Regions from separate parts of the Mus musculus genome. Here region 2 is linked to region 1. Evidence: chromatin contacts called from public HiChIP or PLAC-seq data. All regions are on one chromosome and are shown on one strand. Each heading gives the region's core, a stretch centred on a gene start, on an enhancer-like site or on the middle of the called end of the contact. The rest is flanking DNA. Distances are from core to core; before and after follow the strand shown.

Region 1 (6,405 bases), core at 3,906-6,405:
CTGTAGTAGGATCAGATGCCCTCTTCTGGTGTCTGAAGACAGCTACAGTGTACTCACATACAATAAATAAATAAACCTTTTTTTAAAAAATCATTTAAAAAAAAAACAAAAAAAACTTCCTATTCACAGCTGGGTGGTGATGGCACAGGCTTTTAATCCCAGCACTTGTGAGACAGAGGCAGGTGGATCTCTGTGAGTTTGAGGCCAGCCTGGTCTATAGAGTGAGTTCCAGGACAGTCAGAGCTACACAAATTGTCTATAAACAAACAAACAACTCCTGCTTGTGTCCCATTTATGAGCTGTATATCAGAGTCTACAAAAGAGCCTGTGGTAGCTCACACCTGTAATCTCAGCACCCAGGAGGCGGAGGAAGGAGGATTTGGGTTGAGGCCAGCCTGGGTTACATAGTGGGGAATCTGGGATTTTGTTGTTTGTTTTTGTTTGTTTGTTTGTTTGTTTTAAATCTGTTCTACTTTTCCTGGGCTTAGAAACTAGCCAGCAGGATGGATCCCCCTACAAGCAAGCACCTCCCACTTCTTAGAAGGCAGCCCCACCCTCCACTTGCCTACCAAGTCCATACACCTCTATTTTTACACTTCTTTACGTTGGAAGGAATAACACACGCTGCCTGTTGGTCCCTGCTGGAATTACAACTGTGCACCAACCAGGACGCTCAGCTTTTGCTGAGGTGATGTGTCAGGCTCGGCAAGCGAGGCCCACTGGGTCCAAGGCACAGTTCACTGAGGTCAACCCTTTTTCTTTTCCAGGCTTATCTTATGTTGTCTATAAAAGGAATGCTGTTTTTTGTACGACTTCAAACAATGGTAAAATTGTTGGGCAAAACAAAATCAAAGGAATATATATATATATATATATATATATATGTTTTAGATGTGTGTCCAAGATATATTTTTTTGTTACACCACCTATTTCTGGAAGGAGACCCCGGAAAGAAAGCGAGCCTGAAAACGAAGCCTTTACTGTTCCTATGAACTATCCAGACTTTTAAAACTTGTCAGTGTAAACCGTTGATCAAAACTAAAATGTTCAGTTCCTAGATCCGCAGCTGCGCGGTTGCCTGGCTAAGCTGAGGCCCAGGTGACAGCGCAGGGGCACAGGTGACCACGCGAGGAGGGGGCGGTTGCTCGGCAACCAGAGCCGCAAACAACAGGAGTTCTCAGACCTGGGCCCTGAGGGCGTGAGGGGAAACCAGGTGAGGGGATGCGGCGAGCAGAGCAGCCGCGGCGGACCTCCTAACCCAGTTTTCAGGCCCGGGTATTGACTGAAACCCCAAAGTTGGAGCCTGTGCGCAGGAAGGATACTGTTGGACACTAAATTCTGACTCCAGCTCCTCCTACCAGGCGGCCAGCCCTCCTCCATACCAGGCGGGGCAAGGGACCCAGCCTCCCTCCCTACCCAGATAGCTGGTTAAAGCCTGGGTGTGGCGCCCAGTCCACCCTGGAAAGGAAACAAGGTTTCTTCTCCCGGATCCCCCGTGGGCCTGGCCCACAGCCTGAGAAGGGGTGATTGTTGGAAGTAGGGGTGGAAACTGGATTAAGGGGTATGTTCCCTGCCATCCCTTCAGTAAGTCACACACACACAAACACACACACACACTTTATCCTTTCCTTTACGAGCATCCTTGCATCTGCAGGCTCCAGGGCTTTGTGCCTGAAGACAGACCACTGAGGAAATACAGCTTGATTGCTAATACCTCACAGGAGGTGAGTTGGAGGGGGGCTGAGTTGGAAACCTTCCCAGCAGACTCTGCGGGAAAGGGCTTAGAGCCAAGAGGCCAAGGTTTGGGGAGAGGGGATCCAGAAAAGGCGGGTTTTCTATTCTTCTGCAGGTGGCGATCTGGAACAGGCCTAAGGGGTTCAGACCTTCGTCTCCTTAGCCATGGCGACACTAAGTTTCAAGCCCAGCGAACGCTACCGGCTCTCCGACTGGCGCACCAACAGCTACCTATTGTCCACCAATGCAGAGCGGCAGCGAGATGCTTCCCACCAAATCCGCCAGGAGGCCCGGATCCTTCGCAATGAGACAAACAATCAGGTTTGTGGACCCGCTAAGGTCCATGGGCCATGGGAGAGCCCTTAACCACAGACATTCATTTTATTTGGTTCTGTCTCTTCCAGATTGTATGGGATGAACATGACAATAGGACCCGCCTGGCTGAGAGGATCGACACTGTCAACCGGTGGAAGGAGACGCTGGACAAGTGTCTGACAGATTTAGATGCTGAGATCGATAGCTTGGCACAGGCAGGGAGCCAGGGCTGGGCATCCGCAGGCTCTGATGGCAAGGCCTATCCCTCCTACCCCATTTTCAGATCTGGACACCATTCCCTCTGCTGAGGTGAGGATGGGCGCGCTCTCCCACTGAGCATGGCCCCACCAATCCCCGTGCTCTTCCTTTCTAGGCCAAAGAATCGGCGGAGCAAAACCTGCAGGCCAAGAACCTGCCCCTGGATGTGGCCATCGAGTGCCTGACTCTGCGAGAGAGCCGGCGAGACATTGATGTGGTGAGGGACCCTGTGGAGGAAGAGCTGCTGAAAGAGGTGGAAGTCATTGAAGCCACCAAGAAGGTCCTACAGGAGAAGATCAGCCAGGCCTTCCAGCACCTCTGGTGAGGCGGGGGGGCGACCGGAGCACACTCACATGCACCCGGGGGCATCATGGGACTTGCTGGATGATACTTTCTGTCCCTCACAGCCTTCTGGCAGGAGATATTGGTCATTTAGGACTTGCTTTCCAAGGCCTACTCATTGTCAGGAACCTAGGCAGCCTTTGTTCCGCGGCTGAAAGTTCCACCATTGATCTTGGCCCCCTTATTGTAAATGTTCATGCGTGCATGTGAAGTCACATACCTGTGACTGAGGTACACTCTGAGGGACACTCATAAGGCTGTTCTGTCTTAGATGCAGCAGCACATGCATCACACACAGACACACACACACACACACAAGCATGCGCGCACACACACATACCACAAACCTTCAGTATCCCTGCAGTCCAGTGAGGCTCGCGTCCTGGTCCTTGGGAGCCATGGCTCCAGTGTCTTCTCCTTCTCCAGTCTCCTGCAGGAAATTCGGCAGCAACTCAACTCTGACCACCGGGACAAAATGGAGACACTGGAGATCGACAGGGGCTGCCTCTCTCTCAACCTCACTTCCCCAAACATCTCTCTGAAAGTCAACCCCACACGCATCCCCAAAGAGTAAGACCAGTGTTTCAGTCAGTCCTTTCTGTGTGCCTTGTGTGTCCCTGTGACCTCCATTGTTTCCTTGTGTGTCCCTAGGACCCCATTGTTTCCTTGTGTGTCCCTGTGACCCCATCGTTTCCTTGTGTGCCCCAGTGACCCCCATTGTTTGCTTGCCTCCACAGCTCCACCACACTGCAGCAGTGGGATGAATTTACTCGATTCAACAAGAACCGGGCAGAGGCCGAAATGAAAGCGTCCATAGAGTTGAGGGAAGCCATTGCCCTAGCTATTGCTCAGGTGACTAAGCCCAACTCACCTCTGTCTTTCTTTCCACACTGACCACATGTTAGCCCTTCCCTGACTTCAAACAGCAATCTCACAAGGCCATGACACCCTCTTCTGGCCTGGCTCACCCTCCTCATGCAGACCAACAATGAACTGGACGCTCAGAGGGTTGCAACAGAATTCACCTTCAGGAAGCGGCTTCGGGAAATGGAGAGTTTTTACAGTGAGCTCAAGTGGCAAGAGAAAAATGTGAGTGTCACCACCACCCCCTTACCCTCCCCCAACCCCACCACCCTGCCTTTCCCACCATGCTGTGAGGCAGGGCATAAGGAACCCTGCCCTGAAGCTTCAGTTGGGAGCCCTAGTGTGAGTCTTGCCGGTGGAGAACAGTAATGTCTGCCACAGACCTTAGAAGAGATAGCCGAGCTGCAGGGAGACATTCGGCGCCTGGAGGAGGACCTGCGTAGAAAGATGATGAACTTGAAGCTTGCACATACCCGGCTGGAGTCCAGAACCTACCGGTCCAATGTGGAGCTCTGCCGGGACCAGGTACAAGGGGCCCCGGTGGGGACCACCCCTGTCTGCTAAGGAGACCTCAGTATTACCCCTCTTCGCACGTTTCTTGTGGAACAAGCATTCTGGTCCAAGGCAGTTATGCGACCAGCTGAAGGGTCTTGCGGCTGAACTGAAAACCCCATCCTGCCCCTCTGTCTTCAGACACAGTATGGCCTCATTGATGAAGTCCACCAGTTAGAGGCAACCATCAATACCATGAAGCAGAAGCTGGCCCAAACACAGTAGGTTTAGAGAGTGGGCAGGAATAGTGGGGGGCACTGCTCAACCATGGGGCCGTAGTGCCTGCTGGTCTCTCTGGGCTTTATGCTGGTGAGATGTCCTGGCCCCTGCAGCCTGATGTAGGGCTCTGAGCTCCCGATGCTTTGCGTTACAGGAACGCTTTGGATGCCCTGTTCAAGCACCTGGCCCGGATACAGGCTGATATCGCGTGCAAGACCAACACCCTGCTCTTGGACACCAAGTGTATGGACACCCGACGCAAGCTGACGGTGCCGGCTGAGAAATTTGTGCCCCAGGTGGACACCTTCACGCGCACGACAAACCGCACACTGAGTCCACTCAAAATCTGCCAGCTGGAGCTAACCTAGGCTTTGGCGGCTGAGGGAAGACACAAGATTGGTGGGAGGGGGGAGTAGTGAGGGGACAGTAAAATAATAAAAATGGAGTTCTCAAGCCAGGCTCTTTTCTGCTACCCCATGAGAGTGGCTGACCGAGTGAGACAGTCCACTTGAGCGATGGAGTCGCCTAGACTTCATAGGGGTCGAGTCCAAAGCGACTCCAGAAGGAATACGGGTGTAAAGATACAGGTGATCGCCCGCGGGCAGCAGTGGCTTTGAGTGGGCAACATTCTTGTTCAGGTGCTTTTCAAAGGGTCCTCCGCGGGATTTTAGGGAGCTGTCGGCCGCATTTGTGGTGCCATTTACAAATGAGAAGGTAGGGAGCGCCAAAGCGAAGCGTGCGAGTACTTATGGGGCGCTGAGACTCCCAGCCGTTGAGTGGCGCTGTGGGGTAGGACGTAGGCTGAGACTCCGGGCCACAAGGGGGCGCTGTGGGGCCGCGGGGAAGAGACGACCAAAGAGGCGGCAGCATCGATGCCGGAAGTGGCGACTAGTCCGCGCGCGGATGGCGGTGGCTGCGGCGGCAGCAGCTACAGCGATGTCGGCGGCGGGGGGCGGCGGGGCAAGTGCGGCCCGCTCCATCTCGCGCTTCCGAGGTTGCCTGGCGGGCGCGCTGCTGGGAGATTGCGTGGGCGCTGTCTACGAGGCACACGATACCGTCAGCCTGGCATCAGTCCTGAGTCACGTCGAGAGCCTGGAGCCGGACCCGGGCACGCCGGGCAGCGCGCGGACAGGTGGGCGGGGCACCACCGATCGGGTCCCCACCCCTGGGCGAGGGGACCGAGACTCGGGGGCGCGCGCGCAGACTAGGCTGCCGAGGTGGAGGCTCCTGCGGCGAGCTCCCACGAAGTCACGAGGCTGAAGGCCCCTGGATCGAATCGGTTTGCTCCAGCTCTCCGTGGTTGTAGGTCTCCAGCCATGACCACATTCAGAGCGCAGGCCTCGCCTAAAACCTTGGCTAGAGCCAGTTCCCGCGTGGCCAGTTCCGTCGTGACCAGCTTTCTCAAACTGCTGGCCCGATGTGGGCGTCGGCGAGGGCTGTCCCTAGCCTGTTAAGACATGTCCCTTCCTTTCGCTTGCAAACGCAGCTTGTCCTCAGATTCCAGGTCAGATGTCAGTAGAAGACTTGGTTCTTCTTGAAGAGCATGTAACATAGTAGAAGGGGGCCGTCGTCAGAACCCCAGAGGACTCCACGAGTTAAGAGGCATTTAGAGGTAGGGGAAGGAGCGAGGAAGGACGGGGTGTGCCGAGAAGTAGGAAGGATGGTAACAAAACCAGAGGAAAGAATTTCAAGACTAGGACACTGGTGTGTTACAGAAAAGTCAGGGTAGTCTGGACCCAGAAAACCATGTCGAGTTGGTCGAGAACATGGAAAACGGGTGTTAAAGGAAGCAGAGATAAGACAAATTTTATTTCATTATGGTTTGGTAAGATGGAAAAAAAAAAGGTGTGTTTTAGGTTGAGTGGTAGTTGGGACCCTGTGGCTGCAGGAAACACATTTTAAGAGGGTCTGAGTGGAAAGAACTGACAGAGTCCAAAGGAAGTTCTGGCCTCCAGCAGTGCTAAGTCCAGGAGTTCAACTCCTAACTAGCTTGCTTGGTTCCTCTTGGCCTTGAGTTTCCCTTTGGGGGGAGCTCACTTTGGCAGTCTCCTTTTCCTACAGTATGGTCCCAGTAACACTGCAGAAGAGGTTCTCCTTGGGGCTGGAGAGATGGCTCTGCAG
Region 2 (6,447 bases), core at 559-3,058, 1.0 Mb before region 1:
AGAAAAGAAGAGGGAGGGGACAATGGGAGAGAGCAAGCACGAGGGGGTGGGAAGGACTGGTAAGTGCTCTGTCAACTGAGCCACATATGCCTAGCCCTCAAAGGAAGAACTGGAAGCGGCCTTAGCTCCTGTCAATGTGAGATGGACTTAGGACATATTATAGTATAAACACAATTCACCTCTTTAAAAACGGCAAAAGAGAGCACTCCGTCTCCCGGCAGGAACAAAGCCCACAGCAGCACACACGGCACCCTCCATGGGTTATAGGAAGTCTCCTCATACTTGAACATGTACAGGTTATTCTGGAAGGAGAACCAGAACCTATTAGCCTGGTGGACATGTGGGCAGTCGTGGTTGCACAATCTAGTGTTTGTTAGTGCCAGCCGTGAACACAGGAGCATGTCAGTGAATGGGTGGTAGGGCCCTAGGATTGGGTGAGCTCACCTGGGACAGGAGATGCTGGGCCTGGCCCAGAGCACCCACAGTACAGGCCTGATGGAAGGTATCCCAGGGACCAGGAAATGAGATGGGTGTCAAGGAAGCTGGGGGTGGAAGGTGCTTCAAGAAGAAAGGCGGGACTCTGTGACAGCTGTTTCAGGAGGTCACGGATTTATTACTGTGTGGGATTTAGCATCGTGGAGATCAGAGTTACCTTGACAAGGCTTTTCTTGTAGCACAGCAGGGACAGAAATCTTCTGGTGGGTTGAAGCATGAGTGGGAGGTGAGGAAATGGGACCAGGCATTTTGCTCTGAAGTCTAGGGAAATAATTGAGAATGAGCAGCAGGTGGCAGGGTCAGGGTCCCCCAATCCCATCACCCAGGCACATTAGCAGAGTCATCCAGAAAAAAAAAAAAAAAAAAAAAAAACAACAACAACAAAACTGGCACTGCCCAGCCATAGTGCTGATAATTGCTCTGCCCATAGCAAGCACAAGGTAGCCTCTGCCACAGGGCTTTGCCGTAGCCAATGCCAACGTCACTGAGGTCCCTGGAGTTGGCTCTGTTACTTCTATGTGTCCCTGGGTTTATCTCGGGGCCTCTCCTTTTCTCTTTTCAATGTAGATCAGAGATCTTTCCTTTGCGTGCTGTATGAATGATATGCAGCTCCTAAGAGAAGCAACCTTGTCTCAGGCGCTCCGCTCAGGCGAACGGGAATCCTTCTGGGTAGTAGGAGACAGTAACAGAGCCTCCTAATGTAGGCTGCCTTTTGTAGATCAGAAGCCCGCATCAATGGATATCGTCCCAGCAAGTGGAATGAATGGTTACCAGGGTCGGGCATCAGTCATCTCTGTCTAGACAGTGAAGCCTCGGGCAAGGTTGTGAGTAAGATCTGGGGATCCCAGGGAAACCCTGGATTTCCGTTCCTGGGGCGATAGGGCTTTTAGGATCTCAGTCCTGGCCCACGAATAAGACTGAACATCTTAGTCTCCAGAGCCCCTCAAGCGCAGGTCTCCCACCCTTCACAAGCTGGGCCTCCCACCCTGCTTCACACTCCTTTGGGCAGACTGGGTCATCTAAAATCTCTCCAAACACCATCCTTGCCCCTGAGATTTCTTTTCCTGGTTGTGTCCCTTCCGGTGGCCAGCACAGTGTGAGCCCCGAAAGACTGTCTCAAAGATACACTGCCTCCCTGGAAAATGCCATCAGGGATGCAAACAGGGCGGGAGGGGGGCCCCCAAGAGCGTACGAAAACTTTGAAACTTTGCAGCAGGCTGGGATCCAAATGGGCAGGGCGCAGACGGGGTATCCGTGGTAACCAGCGTAGGCGTGTCATTTATTGCCATCCCTACTGCCACGGCACTTAACAGTTTGCAAGGTGTTTCACACCCTAATGTCATTGCAGTCCTTGCAACAGCCCTGCCAGTGGCCACCAATGCCCCCATTCCACAGGCGAGCACGCGGAGCCTCCGCAAAGGAGCCTGCTGTTCCCTAGTCAGCGCAGCTGCTCCTGGATTAGAACTTGCATCCCTGAGGCGACTCCGGGCTCCTCCCCGGCCGCCCCTCCTCCACGCTGCCTCTGGCTGTGCTGGCCAGGAGCCTCACCGAGGCCACAGAGCTCGGCTTGGCTCCCGCCTCGTTCCTCCTCTGCTGTGGGTCTTGGGCACGTGGAGCCAGGCTCCCACGGTGGCGGCGCCGCTGACTGTAAGTACCGGGAAGGGGCGACAATCCAAGGCAGCTGAGAACCCCTCTCTATGGGGATCCCCTGGGGGGCTGGACTGGGGCCTGCCCACGCGCCCAGCATGGAGATTTAATGCTGCAGAAGCGCAGGGAAGGAGCACCCTAACCCAAAGCTCTGCTCCCCGCCCCCACTCCCACTTCCACCCCACACACTCATACATACACCAGCATTCTGGAGCAGGTGGCGGTTCCGGACACTGGAAGGTTCACAGAAGGGGACATACACACCCGCACGCGCGCGCGCGCGCGCGCGAGTCACAGGTTCACAAAGCTCCCAAACTGTCTAGAAAGGAAGGAAACGGGGCCCGGGGCCCAAGAGGGGAGCTATACCTTTGGGGCCAGCCACAGTGCTGCGGGGTAGAAAGAGATGGAGCGGTTGGGTCCCGCAGCTGGATAAAAACTGGATTAAAAAAATAGTAATAATCGTTCTAGTAGCTGGAAACGGGAGTTGGGGGGCAACAGGGGATCCAGAACCGGCTCTGCCAGTCCTCAGCACGGGCTAGGCGAGAAATTCTTTTCAGGTGAGTCTGTCTCGGGGTGTGTCTTAGAAGGGACTAGGTAGCCTGCACCAAAATGGGGAGCCCCAGACGTGGCATCCTTAGGGGGTACCGGGTGGAAGGAACTCCTCCTCCCCTTCACTCTCCTTGAGCACTCCCAGGAAGAGCCGGCTGGGGAGGGAACAGTCGAAGATTCTTGCAGTAATCCAAGATAAGAGATAAGGAACAGGGTTAGCGACATTACAGAATTCTCTTGGATTTCTCCCAGCTAGTAAACGCAGTCCTGGCATTTCCTGGGGGGTCAGAATCCAGGTGCTAATCTTTGGCCCTCCCTGGAAGGTTTAAAAGTAAGTGCCAGGACCAAACCCATAAGGGTCTTCACGCTCTAGGGCTTCCCAGATACCCCCATCTAGTCGAGAACTGAGATTCTCAAAAGACAGACCCTGTGGAGGGCAGCAATACTGCCATCTAATTCCTGGCTCGGTTGGTCCTCTGCCGTTCTGCCCAGCCCTCCCACAGCCTCTCTGAGAACTCCACTCTCAAGCTCTGAATTGAGTGTGCAAATCCAGTGCCTACTGAATGAACACTGAGTGATACCAAACTTGAAGCAGCCAGCCAGTCAAGTAGGCATGTTAATTGGACAGGCAGATGATAAATGGGAACAAAAACAAACAAACAAAAGACCAAGGTTTAAATTGCAAATTGAGTTTGAGGGCTACTAAAACCAAGGGAAACAGGAACAGACTGACCAGGGCGGGTTCAGACTCGAAGTAATTTGAGAACAGACCCTAAGGGGATATTGGAACAGAGATGCCTCCTTAATGAGTAGGGTAGAAAGGAAGAGCATTCCAGGCGGGAGGAATCAAGGCCAGGTCTGAGCAGAGAGAGGCAAGGTAAGAGTATGTGTGTGTCAGGGGGCTGGGGAATGCCGGGACTATAGACTTGGGTTTGGAGGTAAGAACTAGTAACAAGTTTTTTGGGTTTTTTTTTTTTTTTAGATTTATTTATTATATGTAAGTACACTGTAGCTGTCTTCAGACACTCCAGAAGAGGGCTCCAGATCTCCTTACGGATGGTTGTGAGCCACCACGTGGTTGCTAGTATTCGAACTCAGGACCTTCGGAAGAGCAGTCAGCGCTCTTAACCACCAAGCCATCTTTCCAGCCCCTAGTAACAAGTTTTAAGAAGGGAGGGATGTAACCATGATTTCATGAGCTACAGAGTGCAGAGAATATCTCAAAGGCCTATGAAGGACCGAGGCGGGAAGATGGACAAGGATATAGCTTGGGCTGAGGTGGTTGGTGATCCAGCAGGCATCCCAACAGACTTGGAAGCACTCACGTGTACATCCAGGTCCACACAGGCTCGGGGAGAGCTACATACTCTCACACCCCTATCTGCATGCCATTCCCAGGGACTCTCAGCAGATCCACCTGTCTACACCCTCTGAGTCACTTAGAACGGAAGGAAGATGAGGTCTCTGACCCATTAGCCCTACAAAGCCATGGCTAACAGCACTGCTCGGGCTGGCTAGAATCCCCCAAGCCCTGCTGTCTCTACATAACCACATGAACTTTGGTCTCTCCCGGGAAACAGACCCAAACCCCTCTGCATCTCTCTCCTGACGCAAACCTCCCTGTCTTTACTGCCACTGATTGTAACATTAGCAGGTTTCAGATCTGGGGAGACTAAACGTTTAAGAGCACCGCACCGGCTGCTCTTCCAAAGCACCTAGGTTTGATCCCAGTACCCACGAGGCAGCTTACAACCCTCTGTAACTGTAGTTCCAGGGGACCTGACACCCAACTCCTGCCTCCACCGACGCCAGGCACACATGCGGAGCATAGAAATGCATGCAGGCAAAACTCATGCACATAAAATTAAAATTAAAACAAACAAACAAAAAACCAGTTAACAGGTCTTCTCTAGTCTCAGTCTCCTGGGGCTCACAACCCCCAAGTTTGCAGGATGCTGTTGCGACATCAATGAGGAAGTAATTTTCAAAAACCGTGGCTTGTGGCTCAGAATGTAACTCAGTACTTGGGTAGAATGCCCAGAGCCTGGGCTTCCAGCCTCAATATGGCATAAAACTGGACATGGTGATACACTCTCGTAATACTAGCACTCAGGAAGAAAAGAATGGAGGGTTAGAATTTCGGGGTTCTCCTGGGCCACATAGCTCAAAGCTAGTCTGAGATGCTGTCTGAAAAGAAAAGAGGTGGGGAAACACCCCACCCCCATCCCCGTGGTCTGGGTGGGCCTCGGGAAGGGATGGGAGGTGGAGGAGTACATGGACCTAAGTCCAATCTCTTCAGCAGCGAGTGCCTGGCTTCCTGCACCCTGCAGTAATGAGTCACCAGCATTTATCACTTATTGTGAGCTCTCTGTGCCTTGCCCGTCACTGTCGTTTGATTATCAGATTCTCCATCTATAAATTGGGAGGGGAGCAGGATCCACTTAAGGATACCCTGATGAAGTGTTAAGTGAGAATCTGCATATTGAGTCCCTGACTCACAGTAAAGGGTCATTGTGTGCCACTGCACTCTGGCTCGGTGACTTTGGGTGAGTCATGTGTTCTCCATGAGCCACAGTGTCTGTCTGTCTGCCTGCCTGTCTGTCTACACGTGGGAAGAATGAAAGTCCTCGGTTCTTAGGAGCCTTGTGATGCCTAACCCGATCCACCCAATGAAGGGTTCAGTGAGGGCTGGATGTGGTGGCACTCGCACACCTTTAACCTTTTTTATTTTTTTATTTTATTTTATTTTATTTTATTTTATTTTATTTTTGGTTTCAAGACAGGGTTTCTCTGTATAGCCCTGGCTGTCCTGTAACTCACTCTGTAGACCAGACTGGCTAGAACTCAGAAATCCGCCCACCTCTGCCTCCCAAGTGCTGGGATAAAAGGTGTGCGCCACCACTGCCCAGCTTAACCTTTTTTTTTTTTTTTTTTTTTAAGACAGGTTCTCATGATAGAGCTCTGGCTGCCCTGAAACTCACCATGTAAACTAGGCCAGCTTCGCACTCACAGAAATCCACTTGCCTCTTCCTCTGGAGTGCAGGGATTAAAGGCTTGTACTTTGTTTCTTCTGGACTCTGACATGTGCACATACATGAACAATGACATATATCCAGAAGCAATATATATATATAAATCAAGTGAATCACTACCATAATGGTTTTCTCCATTGTTCCCTCAGGTGGGCACAGCCCCCCGAACCCTGAGCAGGCACCATGGACTGGAAGAAGCTCCAAGACCTATTGAGTGGCGTGAACCAGTACTCCACGGCATTTGGGCGCATCTGGCTGTCAGTAGTGTTCGTCTTCCGGGTGCTGGTGTATGTGGTGGCTGCCGAGCGTGTGTGGGGTGACGAGCAAAAAGACTTTGACTGTAACACCAGGCAACCCGGCTGTACCAACGTGTGCTATGACAACTTCTTCCCCATCTCCAACATCCGACTCTGGGCCCTGCAGCTCATCTTCGTCACGTGTCCGTCTATGCTGGTCATCCTGCATGTAGCCTACCGCGAGGAGCGGGAACGGAAGCATCGCCAGAAGCACGGGGAGCAATGCGCCAAACTGTACAGCCACCCGGGCAAGAAGCATGGCGGCCTGTGGTGGACCTACTTGTTTAGCCTCATCTTCAAGCTCATCATCGAATTGGTCTTCCTGTACGTTCTCCACACGCTCTGGCATGGCTTCACCATGCCGCGTCTGGTACAGTGCGCCAGCATAGTACCCTGCCCCAACACCGTGGATTGCTACATCGCTCGGC

Evidence for each region. HiChIP or PLAC-seq counts read pairs in DNA pulled down with a chosen protein or histone mark.
Region 2: a contact with region 1 is called in a FOXA1 HiChIP or PLAC-seq map of pancreatic cancer cells. The contact joins the promoter of Gjb3 here to the promoter of Adprhl2 in region 1. A contact is called at or near these places in 2 of 39 promoter capture datasets (embryonic stem cells and pre-B cells) and 1 of 115 datasets of contacts at active chromatin or transcription factors (pancreatic cancer cells).

The regions. Positions count from the first base shown.
Region 1 is chr4:126,320,453-126,326,857 of GRCm38.p6, reverse strand. It overlaps Adprhl2 (ADP-ribosylhydrolase like 2), which reads left to right and starts at 5,155. Exons shown (of 6, transcript NM_133883.2): 1 at 5,155-5,416. The coding sequence starts at 5,188. Tekt2 (tektin 2) reads left to right here and starts at 1,170. Exons shown (of 11, transcript NM_001357262.1): 1 at 1,170-1,213; 2 at 1,655-1,724; 3 at 1,850-2,055; 4 at 2,139-2,264; 5 at 2,423-2,628; 6 at 3,076-3,219; 7 at 3,387-3,501; 8 at 3,631-3,738; 9 at 3,895-4,038; 10 at 4,207-4,286; 11 at 4,439-4,737. The coding sequence starts at 1,900. The coding sequence ends at 4,652.
Region 2 is chr4:127,326,197-127,332,643 of GRCm38.p6, reverse strand. It overlaps Gjb3 (gap junction protein, beta 3), which reads left to right and starts at 1,808. Exons shown (of 2, transcript NM_001160012.1): 1 at 1,808-2,142; 2 at 5,873-6,447. The coding sequence starts at 5,907. Gm40251 (a long non-coding RNA gene) reads right to left here and starts at 3,281. Exons shown (of 4, transcript XR_868156.3): 1 at 2,509-3,281; 2 at 653-756; 3 at 180-302.